Regions from separate parts of the Pan troglodytes genome. Here region 1 is linked to region 2. A link is a contact called in public Hi-C data. All regions are on one chromosome and are shown on one strand. The core of a region is the stretch at or near the end of the contact, and the rest is flanking DNA. Distances in the headings are between cores, read along the strand shown.

The links. A called contact is a pair of places that touch in the nucleus more often than the background predicts.
Region 1: a contact with region 2 is called in a Hi-C map of stem cell-derived neural progenitor cells, with 3 times the contacts expected there. The contact joins the promoter of NELFE here to the promoter of LY6G5C in region 2. A contact is called at or near these places in 1 of 7 Hi-C or Micro-C datasets (stem cell-derived neural progenitor cells) and 1 of 1 datasets of contacts at active chromatin or transcription factors (stem cell-derived excitatory neurons).

What each region holds. Positions count from the first base shown.
Region 1 is chr5:37,754,696-37,760,362 of NHGRI_mPanTro3-v2.0_pri, forward strand. It overlaps NELFE (negative elongation factor complex member E), which reads right to left and starts at 1,638. Exons shown (of 11, transcript XM_009450939.3): 1 at 1,437-1,638; 2 at 917-999. The coding sequence starts at 991. SKIC2 (SKI2 subunit of superkiller complex) reads left to right here and starts at 1,667. Exons shown (of 28, transcript XM_001160927.7): 1 at 1,667-1,757; 2 at 1,840-1,943; 3 at 2,553-2,662; 4 at 2,763-2,880; 5 at 2,975-3,089; 6 at 3,209-3,283; 7 at 3,584-3,637; 8 at 3,739-3,929; 9 at 4,091-4,219; 10 at 4,453-4,598; 11 at 4,983-5,129; 12 at 5,258-5,342; 13 at 5,529-5,635. The coding sequence starts at 1,736.
Region 2 is chr5:37,476,363-37,481,782 of NHGRI_mPanTro3-v2.0_pri, forward strand. LY6G5C (lymphocyte antigen 6 family member G5C) reads right to left here and starts at 1,413. Exons shown (of 3, transcript XM_054686760.2): 1 at 1,193-1,413; 2 at 44-211. The coding sequence starts at 1,313. LOC134810192 (a long non-coding RNA gene) reads right to left here and starts at 4,037. Exons shown (of 3, transcript XR_010157684.1): 1 at 2,586-4,037; 2 at 2,170-2,341; 3 at 1,523-1,882.

The sequences.
Region 1 (5,667 bases), core at 388-2,887, 280 kb after region 2:
AGTTAGCAATACAATTATAAGAGGTGCAGATTATTCATAGCTGAAAGCTAGTAAGATTTTCTGATGTTTAATGGCTATTAAACTAGGCCCTCCCCCGTATCTCTGCACAACACAGAGAGGAGAAGGGTATTTTAGAAAAAGAAAACAGGGTGGCAAAGATGCAGAGATAAGAAGGCTTTGGGAATGCATGTTTTGGAAGTAGTGAATAGTTCTACTTTACTAGACAAGGCTGCCAAACTAAGGTTTTGAAGCTTTTTTATAGACAATGTGAAGCCATTTATGGTTTTTGAGAAACAGAGGGAGCAGAATTTTGTGTTTTCAATGGATCATTTGAACAGGAGTGAAGAAGTCTGTTCAAAAAAAAAGACTGAGAAATTTGTTGAGAGACCATTACAATGGCCCACATGAATGTCAATAAAGCCCTGCTCGGGGGAATACACAGTGAAGAATAAACAGGAAAAATTACTTCAAAAGAAGAAACAATAAGACTTGGCAAAGGTTTGACTATGCAAATAGTGGGGAAGTCAGAGTTTTGAGTCCAAACATGTGGCAGAATTGGTGTAGTCAACCTTATTTGGAAGATCAAGAATAGAAAGATGATAGCTTCAACACTGAGTATCTGAAGTTTTTCAGTATAACACTGGATAGAACTGGAAAAAACAAACTTGGGGATCATCAGCTCTTAAGCGGTACTAAAAGCCATGGGAAAGGAAGACAATCCATGGCAAATTGCATAGAAAAGACAGAAGGTCCACACCAAGGCTTGGGAAAGCCCACCTCTTGAAGCTACACTGTGAGGTGATATGTCTCTAGGTATGGGCCAGAAAAACTTCCCCATTCGCTCACACTCACCCCATATCTTCTCAGAGTGCATAGTCTGTGAAAGGTTAGGCCATGTCCACACACAGTCCCTCACCTTTTTCTTGAGTTTGTTGAATTTCTTCTGCAGAGCCTCCTCTTCCTCGCTCAGTCCGGGGGGTATCACCAACATGGTGGCTCCTAGTTCAGGGGCAGGGCCCAAGACATCTTTCTCCACTGTTACCACCCGGGGTTCACACGCCGTCCACACTGTACCCAACCCCACCCCTTCAGGTCTGCCTACTCTTGTCTTTGGCTTTCCCTACCCCTTGCTTAAACCAGGCTGCTGTCCAAGCTCCCGCTGGTCGGGATCATCCAGCATTCCCTCCTGTCTCCAGGGATCACAGACACCAGCACCTTTAGGTACCATGTGGTTCAAGGAGGGACAAATATCCACTCCGTCGGAAAGACGATGGCACCCGACCCCCCTACCTTCGCTAGGGTAAGGACAACCCCGGGGTTTGAACGGCAAAGAAGGCGGCGGAGCCAGCGTAGCGCCCGCAGAGCAACGCAAAGAGGAAGAACAGAGAAACGGCTATGAGAAAAAGGGCCGAAGAGTGAGGAGCAGAGGGCCTTACCCGAGGGGGCGGCAACCGGAGGCCCCACGGTCTCCGGCCGCGCCCGCGCTGGCCGCTGATAGCGGGCTCACAACGATGACGTAGCGAGGAGCGGAAAACGCGGTAACCAAGGCGGCCCCAGGCGCGCACTTCCGCCCGGCCTTCCACCGGTCCAGGTCTGCCCCTCCGCCGCGATAGTTCACGCTCGAGGAGGGGCTGTGCCGGAAGTTGCCTCTACTTCCGCCCGTTCCAGGGCGGGGCTTACTTCGCAGCGACTACTTGCCGCACTTCCGGGCTGTTGCAGCTGCTGTGACTCCAGGATGATGGAGACAGAGCGACTTGGTGAGGGGGAGGGGAGGGAAATGGAACGGAGTAGCCGATATGGAATGAACTTTGACCCCTGACTTTTGACCTTTCCCCGTAGTGCTACCTCCTCCAGATCCCCTGGACCTACCCCTTCGGGCCGTGGAGCTCGGATGCACGGGGCACTGGGAGCTGCTGAACTTGCCTGGAGCTCCAGAGAGTAGCGTGAGTGACTTTTGACCCTAACCTTTGACCCGCATTGAGTCCAAACCTCCTTCACCCTCCTCACAGTAGGATCTAGCTTAACCTTGTTCATCTGTGCCTGTACTCCTGTCCATCCCAGCCCGAAGGGGTGCTGGACAGATTACAGCCCAGTGTACCTGCAGTACGTGTGAGGACAGAGCAGAAAGGGCTGGGGATATTTTTGCTTTGAGAGCTGCTCTTTCAAATGTGGCATTTCTCCGTGGAGCTCCCTTCTGTATCCAAGCACCAGGGCACTTGGTGACTGAGATGATAGGCTTTGAGCCTCCAACTCTTCATCCTTAGGTCTGGGACCCCTTTTTCTAAAATCAGCGAGTCTCCAATTTCAGCATGCTTCATGATTAGCCAGGGAGCTTTTTTAAAATGCACATTCCTAGGTCCAGCCTCCATGTTTCTGAAATCCAAAATCTGCCCCAGGTAATTCAGTAGCAGGTAGTTTTTGGCTAAACCTGATTGTCCTAGTCTGTTTGACACATCTGCCATTTCTGATCGGAACACAAGTCCCATCACCTCTTTTGTCTGCATTTTATCCTCTTTCCTTACCTAATGCCTCTCATCTTGCCCTTGTTTCAGCTTCCCCATGGCCTCCCTCCTTGTGCCCCAGATCTGCAGCAAGAAGCAGAACAGTTGTTTCTGTCATCCCCAGCCTGGCTGCCTCTGCATGGTGTGGAGCACTCAGCCCGGTGAGGAGTCTGGAGGGGCTTAGACTAGGGTGATGGGTTCCTGAAGGATGCTGGGACAGAGGAAGAAAGAAGACCCAAAAGTTACTATTTTTCTCTCCAGAAAATGGCAGAGGAAGACGGATCCCTGGTCTCTTTTGGCTGTCCTGGGAGCCCCAGTCCCATCCGACCTACAGGCCCAAAGACACCCAACCACAGGCCAGATACTGGGTTACAAAGAGGTAGGAGGTCAGGGGTCATGAGAAACAGTTGGGGAGAAGGGGAGGTGGTCAGAGACAAGCTCAGCCTCATTGGGGCTCTGATCTCTTGCCTTAGGTCTTGCTGGAGAACACAAATCTCTCGGCCACAACCTCCTTGTCTCTTCGCCGGCCTCCAGGGCCAGCCTCCCAGTCCTTATGGGGAAATCCAACTCAGTATCCCTTCTGGCCAGGTGACTCTTGTGGAGATGGGATGGTAGAAGAGGGTGTCTTTAATCTCCAGGGAAGGGTTCCCCACCTATCTAGTATTACCCTCATCCCATGAATCCCTGTCTGTCCTGTCTCTTCCCAGGGGGGATGGATGAACCCACCATAACAGATCTGAACACACGGGAGGAGGCTGAGGAGGAGATAGACTTTGAGAAAGGTAAGGTGGGGCTCTGAGTCTGAGCCTTGAGGAGGAAGAGCCCAGGCTATCACTGGGCTACTGCTAGCCCTCCCATGTTTTTGAGAAAATTAGAAAAAGATATTCCGTCCATAACAACCTTTACTGTCAGCTGTTGGGAAATTTCCACAACAACCTTTACTGTCATCTGTCGGGAAAGTGTCATAGCAAACATCCCTATCTACAGCATCTGTCCTGTAAATGGTATCTTTTAGGTTTATATAATGTACACAATTTGTTCACCAGTGTGCAGTGACCTGATTCCATGTCCCTATCCTACAGATCTTCTTACTATTCCACCTGGTTTCAAGAAAGGCATGGACTTTGCACCAAAAGGTTAGTTTTGGTTTTTGAGTGGGGTGTAGGAGAAGTCATGTCCTTCTCCTAAGGAACAGAGATGGACATGACAAGGTTGACCTTGTTGGCTTGCTCCTCAGATTGTCCAACTCCAGCTCCTGGACTGCTAAGCCTTAGCTGTCTGTTGGAACCTCTGGATTTGGGTGGAGGTGACGAGGATGAGAATGAGGCAGTGGGACAGCCAGGAGGTCCCAGAGGGGACGCTGTTTCAGCCTCTCCCTGCAGTGCTCCCCTGGCCCGAGCAAGCAGCTTGGAGGACCTAGTGTTGAAGGTTGGTGGTTCTGTGTAGTGGAGGCACGAAAGAGCCTTGCCACCAGGATGTGGGCTGGCTAGGATGGGTCTGAGGGGGAAGAAAGGGACATCTTTTGGGAGGAGTGCTAACTGAGAGCCCTCTGGTTGTGTCTTTATCACTCCTACCCCTGACTCTTCCAGGAAGCGTCCACAGCTGTATCCACCCCAGAGGCCCCAGAGCCTCCATCTCAGGAGCAGTGGGCCATCCCTGTGGACGCCACCTCCCCTGTTGGTGATTTCTATCGCCTCATTCCCCAGCCAGCCTTCCAGGTACTTTGGCCCCATCTTCACACGCTCCTCTACCTCTTTCTGGGTCACACTCCCAGCCGACCCCTTGTCTCCTCTGTCCACCAGAGGTCAGATCCATCCCAGGCCAGTCTTGGTACTCAGTCCCAGCCTCGGCTGGCTCCGGCCTTCATCCGCCTGCCCTGTGTGCTCCATGAGCAGGAGGCAGCAAGGCCCCGCTCCTTTCTTCAGCTCCTGTCTATTTCTTTCTCCCATAGTGGGCATTTGAGCCAGATGTGTTTCAGAAACAGGCCATCCTGCACTTGGAGCGGCATGACTCTGTCTTTGTCGCAGCTCACACATCTGCAGGAAAAACAGTTGTGGCTGAATATGCCATTGCCCTGGCCCAGAAACACATGACACGGTATGAGTTCCTTCGCCAACCTCCCCCTTCACCAGCCAGCCCCATTTTCTCCTGCATCCTTTGAAAATCTCATCTCTTCCCCCACCTCTCTAGCTCATCCTTTAAGTGAGAGGTTCAGGGCTAAGATTGAGACAAGAACCCAGAGAGAAATGAAAAGACATGGTGGGGAGAAAGTTTAGAAGAATGATCTAGGTTAGTTTAGGAAGGGGTTGGGGACAGAATTTTTCTGGGGTTATATCATGCAGGAGAATGTAAGGGCAGTTTGGGTGAAGAAGAGGAGCACCTGAGCTTCTGGGGCATGCTTCCATGAGGGCTCCATGTGGGAGAGGAAGTGCGGGCCATGGGTCTGCGGAGGGACTGGCTAACTTCATGCTCTCTCCCCAGCACCATCTACACTTCGCCCATCAAGGCCCTGAGCAACCAGAAGTTCCGGGACTTCCGAAACACATTCGGGGATGTGGGGCTGCTCACCGGGGATGTACAGCTGCACCCGGAGGCCTCCTGCCTCATCATGACCACAGAGATCCTTCGGTGAGAGATGGACACTCAATACAGGGGAGTTTTGGCTGGGAAGATGTGGCCGTTGTGGAGAGTGTGCTGTCTGAGGAGGGGGTGGAGATGAGCCACTGGGGAGTCAATCCTTGGCCTCTTCTCCCTAGCTCCATGCTGTACAGTGGCTCAGATGTTATTCGGGACCTGGAGTGGGTCATCTTTGATGAGGTTCACTATATCAACGATGCCGAGGTAAGGGCCATGGGCTCCCCAGAACCCGGCAGTCCTCTCCTTTGGGACCAGTTGAGCGTCTCCCTTATTCCACACACTCAGGGCACCTTACTGCTTTCTTTACCCCCATATGGAATCCCGTGCCTCTTTATGGGCAGAAGGGCGGCCCCTGCCCTCATGTGACCTCCCTTCCCTCTCTGTGCCCAGCGTGGGGTCGTGTGGGAGGAGGTGCTTATCATGCTACCTGACCACGTTTCTATCATCCTTCTGAGTGCCACTGTCCCCAACGCCCTTGAGTTTGCTGACTGGATTGGGTGAGACGTGTGTCCTGGGTTGCCTGGGTGAA
Region 2 (5,420 bases), core at 163-2,662:
GTTTGGGAGAGTGCTGGGCCCATGACAGGAGAAGGCCACTTACTGTTCTTTATGTGGAGAGTGATGCAGCTGCTGCCAGCCGGGGTGAGGCAGATGTCAGATCCCAGAAGGTACCCTAACTCCTCGGTCTCCAAGAGGCATCGGTAGCAGCGCAGGTATTTGGGGAATGGAAGTGGTTGAGGGGGTTCCCAATTGACAGGAACAAACTTACCTAGAACACAGAGAAGTGCTGACCCCACTCACACCCCATTCTACCTCACACCCTACCACTGCCTGATTCTAGGCCACTCAACCCCACTCCTCCCTCCCTTCCTGTCTCAGAAAACCATCAAAGCCCCAATTCTCTGCTTCCTTCCCCAATTGCATACACATACATCCCCCTTTTCCTCTGGTCCTAAGGCCAGACCACATGTTAACAAATCCCCAGACCCAGCAGAGCACTTGGTGTTAGGCAGAGGAAAGTGCTAAACCAACACTTTGAATCCTATGTCTCTGTGGCTGGTGCTTTGCAGCCAAGTGGGGAGCCCAGCAGGCTGGACTCAGTCTTGTTCTATCCTGTGGATTCTGGTTTTCTCATCCAGCACACTCCCTAACCCTCCCTATTCTATGTTGCCCTCAGATCCGGAGAGGATTCCTTCAGTATCTCTATTCAGGTCACTGCTGTGAAGTGAGACAGCCCTGGGGTGGTCACTAGAAATCTCCTTCAGAGGGGTGCGGTGGCTCACGCCTGTAATCCCAGCACTTTGGGAGGCCAAGGCGAGCAGGTACCTGAGGTCAGGAGTTCGAGACCAGCCTGGCCAACATGGTGAAACCCCGTCTCTACTAAATATACAAAAATTAGCTGGGCTTGGTGGCTCATGCCTGTAATCCCAGTTATTCGGGAGGCTGAGGCATGAGAATCGCTTGAACCCAGGAGGTGGAGGTTGCAGTGAGCCGAGATCTTGCCACTGCACTCCGGCCTGGGATACAGAGCGAGACTCCATCTCAAAAATAATAATAATAATAAATTTTTAAAAATCTTCAGATTGCACATCAGTCCATGAGCAGGCATTCCCTACCAAACCCATCTGTCCCATCTCTCCTCCTGCATGGGTTTACCTGAGCATCCTGGACAGGTGTACCCAGACACTTGGTGTCTGTGGGTTTCTCCATCCAGGCCAGGAGACCCTTCTGAACCCTTGGAGCCACTTACCAAACACCAAGCTCATCATGACCAGCACTATTAAGAGGACCGTGTAGAGGGCTTGGGGGCTGCTGTGGAAGCACAGGGGACCCAGACTCTGGCTCCCTGCAGGGCCTGCCATAAAACGCATGACTGCCTGCTGGCCTCCAGTTTGGGCTTATATTGGTGGAAGAGAGGTTGGCCAAGAGGAAGGAGAGAGGCAACACCAGCTCAGGGTGGAAATCCGTGCCAGACCAGCCAGAGGGGCAGAATGTTCGCACCCACAGCCACTCTGGGGCATAACATCCTGCTTGAGGGCAGGGGACCAGCAATAGGGGAATGAGAAAAGGAACTGTCTTTCCTATTAATTGGACAGATGTTTATTGAATCACTGCATCAGGTGTTGGGGATACAACCCTGCACAGTCTCCACCCTCACAGGGCACAGTCTAGTAGGGGAGACAAGTCCACCAGCAATGATGTGGGGAGGGCAGAGTGCTGCCAGGAGCACCTCGACAGTTAAACCACTGACCAGAGGGATTTCGGCAGAGGAGTAACTTGATCGGATTTCTGTTTATAAAAGATTGCCATGGCTGCACATTGCATTTGGGTCAAGAGTGGAGGCCGCCGGGAAGTAGGACGCTATTCCCGAGTCCGGTCACAAGATGGCGGACTGGTCCGGCAGAAGACGAGCAGGGACGAGGAAGCGGGGCTAATGAACCTGAGATACAGTTAGAAGACTGGACAGATTTGCTGTTGGACTGAACGAGGGGTGAGGGAACAGGGGTAGGCTTGCACAAGGAAGTGGTACCATTTTCCAAGATAGGAAACATGTGGTCTGTCTCAAAAAAAAAAAAAAAAAAAAGCAAATAGGGGGTGCCCAGTCCCACTTCTCATACCCTGGGGACACCTGTCAGACATCCTAAAACAAGGACACCTGGATCCCAAGCGATACGTACTCAGCTCAGTGCCCCCTTGGGGTTCCAGGAACCCAGCGCCTTCCCTCACCTCATCCTTTTTCCTGCCCCGCCTGTGCTCAGCTGCGGCTCAGTGGGCCTGAACTCCGGAGCCCACAGAATCTGGCGCTGGGCGTCCGCTCTCCGCGCCTGACCGCACCTCAGAACTCCGGTAGGACGGGGGGGTGGCCCCCCGCTCAAGCTCTGTTCCCTGGGGAAGAAACCTGGAAAGTGCGAACCGCGCGTCGGGACCCAAGCGTCGGGCCCCAGCGGATATCCGGAGCCCGAAGCGGCTCCCCAGGAAGGCGGCGCCGTAGCGCCATTCTCCCTCCCAGGCGAATTCTGGAGACCGCGGCCCCAGGCGTCTCACCCATTTTCTCCGCTGGGGACCCGCTGGGCTCCCCATCCTCGCCTACTCGGTCCCCACCCCACCAGCTCAGTCTTGACTCAGAAACTCAGGGTTTTTACTTTTAGGATCGTTGGGCTGTGCGTTAGGGGAGGAGGGGGTCCTCAGCGTCCAGGAACGACACCACCTGCTCCAATTTCCCGTCTGGAGGTTCTGGTCGAGGCTCCGAACTCGGGTTCCCTGCTACCTCCCAGACTATTCAAGAATTATCCAGTCCCAGGATGATAAGGGGGAAGATGGGAAGAAACAGACGGGAGACGCCCGCCCAGAAAGACTGCGGGAAGAAAGAAATTCGAGAGGAAACTGCACGCCACTGAGCGCCTCCCAAAAGCCTTGGAATGAATGAATTTAAAAACTATATTAGAGCCGGACTGCGGTGGCTCACGCCTGTAATCCCAGCACTTTGGGAGGCCAAGGCGGGTGGACTACCTGAGGTCAGGAGTTCGCGCCCAGCCTGGCTAACATGGTGAAACCCCGTTTCTACTACAAATACCAAAAATTAGCCGGGCGTGGCGGCGTGCGCCTGTAATCCCAGCCACTTGGGAGGCTGAGGCAGGAGAATCGCTTGAACACGGGAGGCGGAGGTTGCAGTGAGCCGAGATCGTGCCATTGCACTCCAGCTTGGGCAACAAGAGCGAGACTCCGTCTCAAAAAAACCAAAAACAGAAACAAAAACAAAAAACTGTGTTAGGCCAGGTGCAGTGGCTCACGACTGAAACCTCATTACTTTGGGAGGCCAAGGAGGGAGGATCTCTTGAGCCCAAGAGTTCGAGACCAGCCTGGGCAATATAGCGAGACCCCATCCCTACAAAAAAAAGTTGAAAAAAATTAGCGGGGTGTGGTGGCATGCGCCTGTAGTCCCAGCTACTCGGGAGGCTGAGGTGGGAGGATCACTTGAACCCAGGAGGTCGAGGCTGCAGTGATCGCGCCACTGCTGTCTCAAATAACAAAAATGATAATACTTTAAAAATAAAATAAATTGGCCGGGCCTGGTGGCTCACGCCTGTAATCCCAGCACTTTGGGAGGCCAAGGTGGAGGTATCATTCATGGTCAGGAGTTCGCAACCAGCCTGAGCAACATGGTGAAACCCCGTCTCTATCAAAAAATACAAAAACATTAGCCAGGTGTGGTGGCGCACGCCTGTAGTCCTGGCTACTCGGGAGGCTGAGGCAGGAGAATCTCTTGAACCTGGAAGGCAGAGGTTGCAGTGAGCCGAGATCGCACCACTGCACTCCAGCCTGGGCGACAGAGTGAGACTCTGTCTTAAAGAAATAATAACACAAAATAAATTGTATTAGAGAAAAGCCAGAGTAGTGGAGAACTGCAGAGGAACGCGGGGCACCTACATAAATGTCTTGAATGAATGAGTGCACAGAGTGATAGACAAAAAGAATCAGAGGGCCGGGCTCCGTGGCTCACGCCTGTAATCCCAGCACTTTGGGAGGCCGAGCTGGGCGGATCACAAGGTTAAGAGATCGAGACCATCCTGGACAATATGGTGAAACCCCGTCTCTACTAAACATACAAAAATTAGCCAGGAGTGGTGGCGCCTGCCTGTAGTCCCAGCTACTCAGGAGGCTGAGGCAGGAGAATCGCTTGAACCCGGGAGACGGAGGTTGCAGTGAGCCGAGATCGCGCCACTGCACTCCAGCTTGGCGACAGAGCAAGACTCCGTCTCAAAAAAAAATAAAATAAAATAAAATAAAAAAAATAAGAGAGCCAGGGCTCCTCTTGAAGCGAAGAGGGCAAAGGGCAAAGGGGAAGCACAGGGGAACTTCACGGCGCCCTCTGAAGCTCCCTCTCGAATATAATCGCAACGAAAAGGCCAACGACTAGAGGCTTTGCGAGGCTGAGGCTGGGCTTCGGGAGGGGATTGCCCTGAGAGGTCAGGGAGGACTTGCTGTGGAATTCAAGCGACCGTGGGCCTTGAGGGAACCGGGGGGCAAGACACTCCCCCAGCATTCGCGGAATATTTCCTCGAATTATTTCGGGGAGGGGTGAGGCCGGGGCAGGGTGGGGCCTTCTTCGGAGGGGGCGCGGCCTCTGAGTAATTAATCCCGTCTTTGTTGCGTTTTGCTCCTCTCCTGTCCACGCAGCAGGGCCAGCCCAGGGCGCGCTAAGAGTCCAGAGAGTTCGTTTCCATGGTGACGGGTTCCGCGAACGTTTTCCTGGGGTGAAGAGGCAGGGCGTTGAAATAATCGCCATGGCGACAGCAGCAGATGACGGTGTCCCTTCTGAGTGCTCCTACCTAGAGTTAAGGGATACCTGAGGGTAAGCAACCGAGTGACGAAACAAAGAAGGCGGGGCCTGAGGACAGAACGCCAAGGTTAGGGGCATGGAGCCAGGCAAACGAGGGGCGGGGCTGTAGATGACCCGGCCGGAAGAGGGCCACGGTTTGTTGGGGGAGCGGCTCGAGACTGCGTTCTAGAGAGGAACCAGAGAGAGGGTCTTTAACCTAAATATAAATGAATGACTGGATTCCTGAAGAATCCGGAATGGCTTGTTGATTGGATAGATGGATGGATGGATGGACGGACGGACGGACCGATGGATGGAAATCTGGCTATCACTGACGCCTGAGCTCCCCACCCTCTTGGGCCCTCCACCTCCGGAGCCCTCACTCGCTTGTGACAGCTGTACGAGAAATACATGCCTCTCCTAGGAGCAAACCCTCAACCCAAACAGGCAGCACAGAGCCAGTCCAGCACCTCACACTGGAGGCACTCAGGGTGGAGCCTAGGTCGATGAGAGGGCGTAGGATGAGGCTTTTTGGCCCAGCTGGGAACCACTTCTTCCCAGATTTCCCGTCCAGAGTCTAACTTTCCTTTCTCCCAGCGCCATCTTTTCTGCTAGTTTGCCCAGCTCCTCAGGGTGCCTGGACTTTCAGGCCTCACCT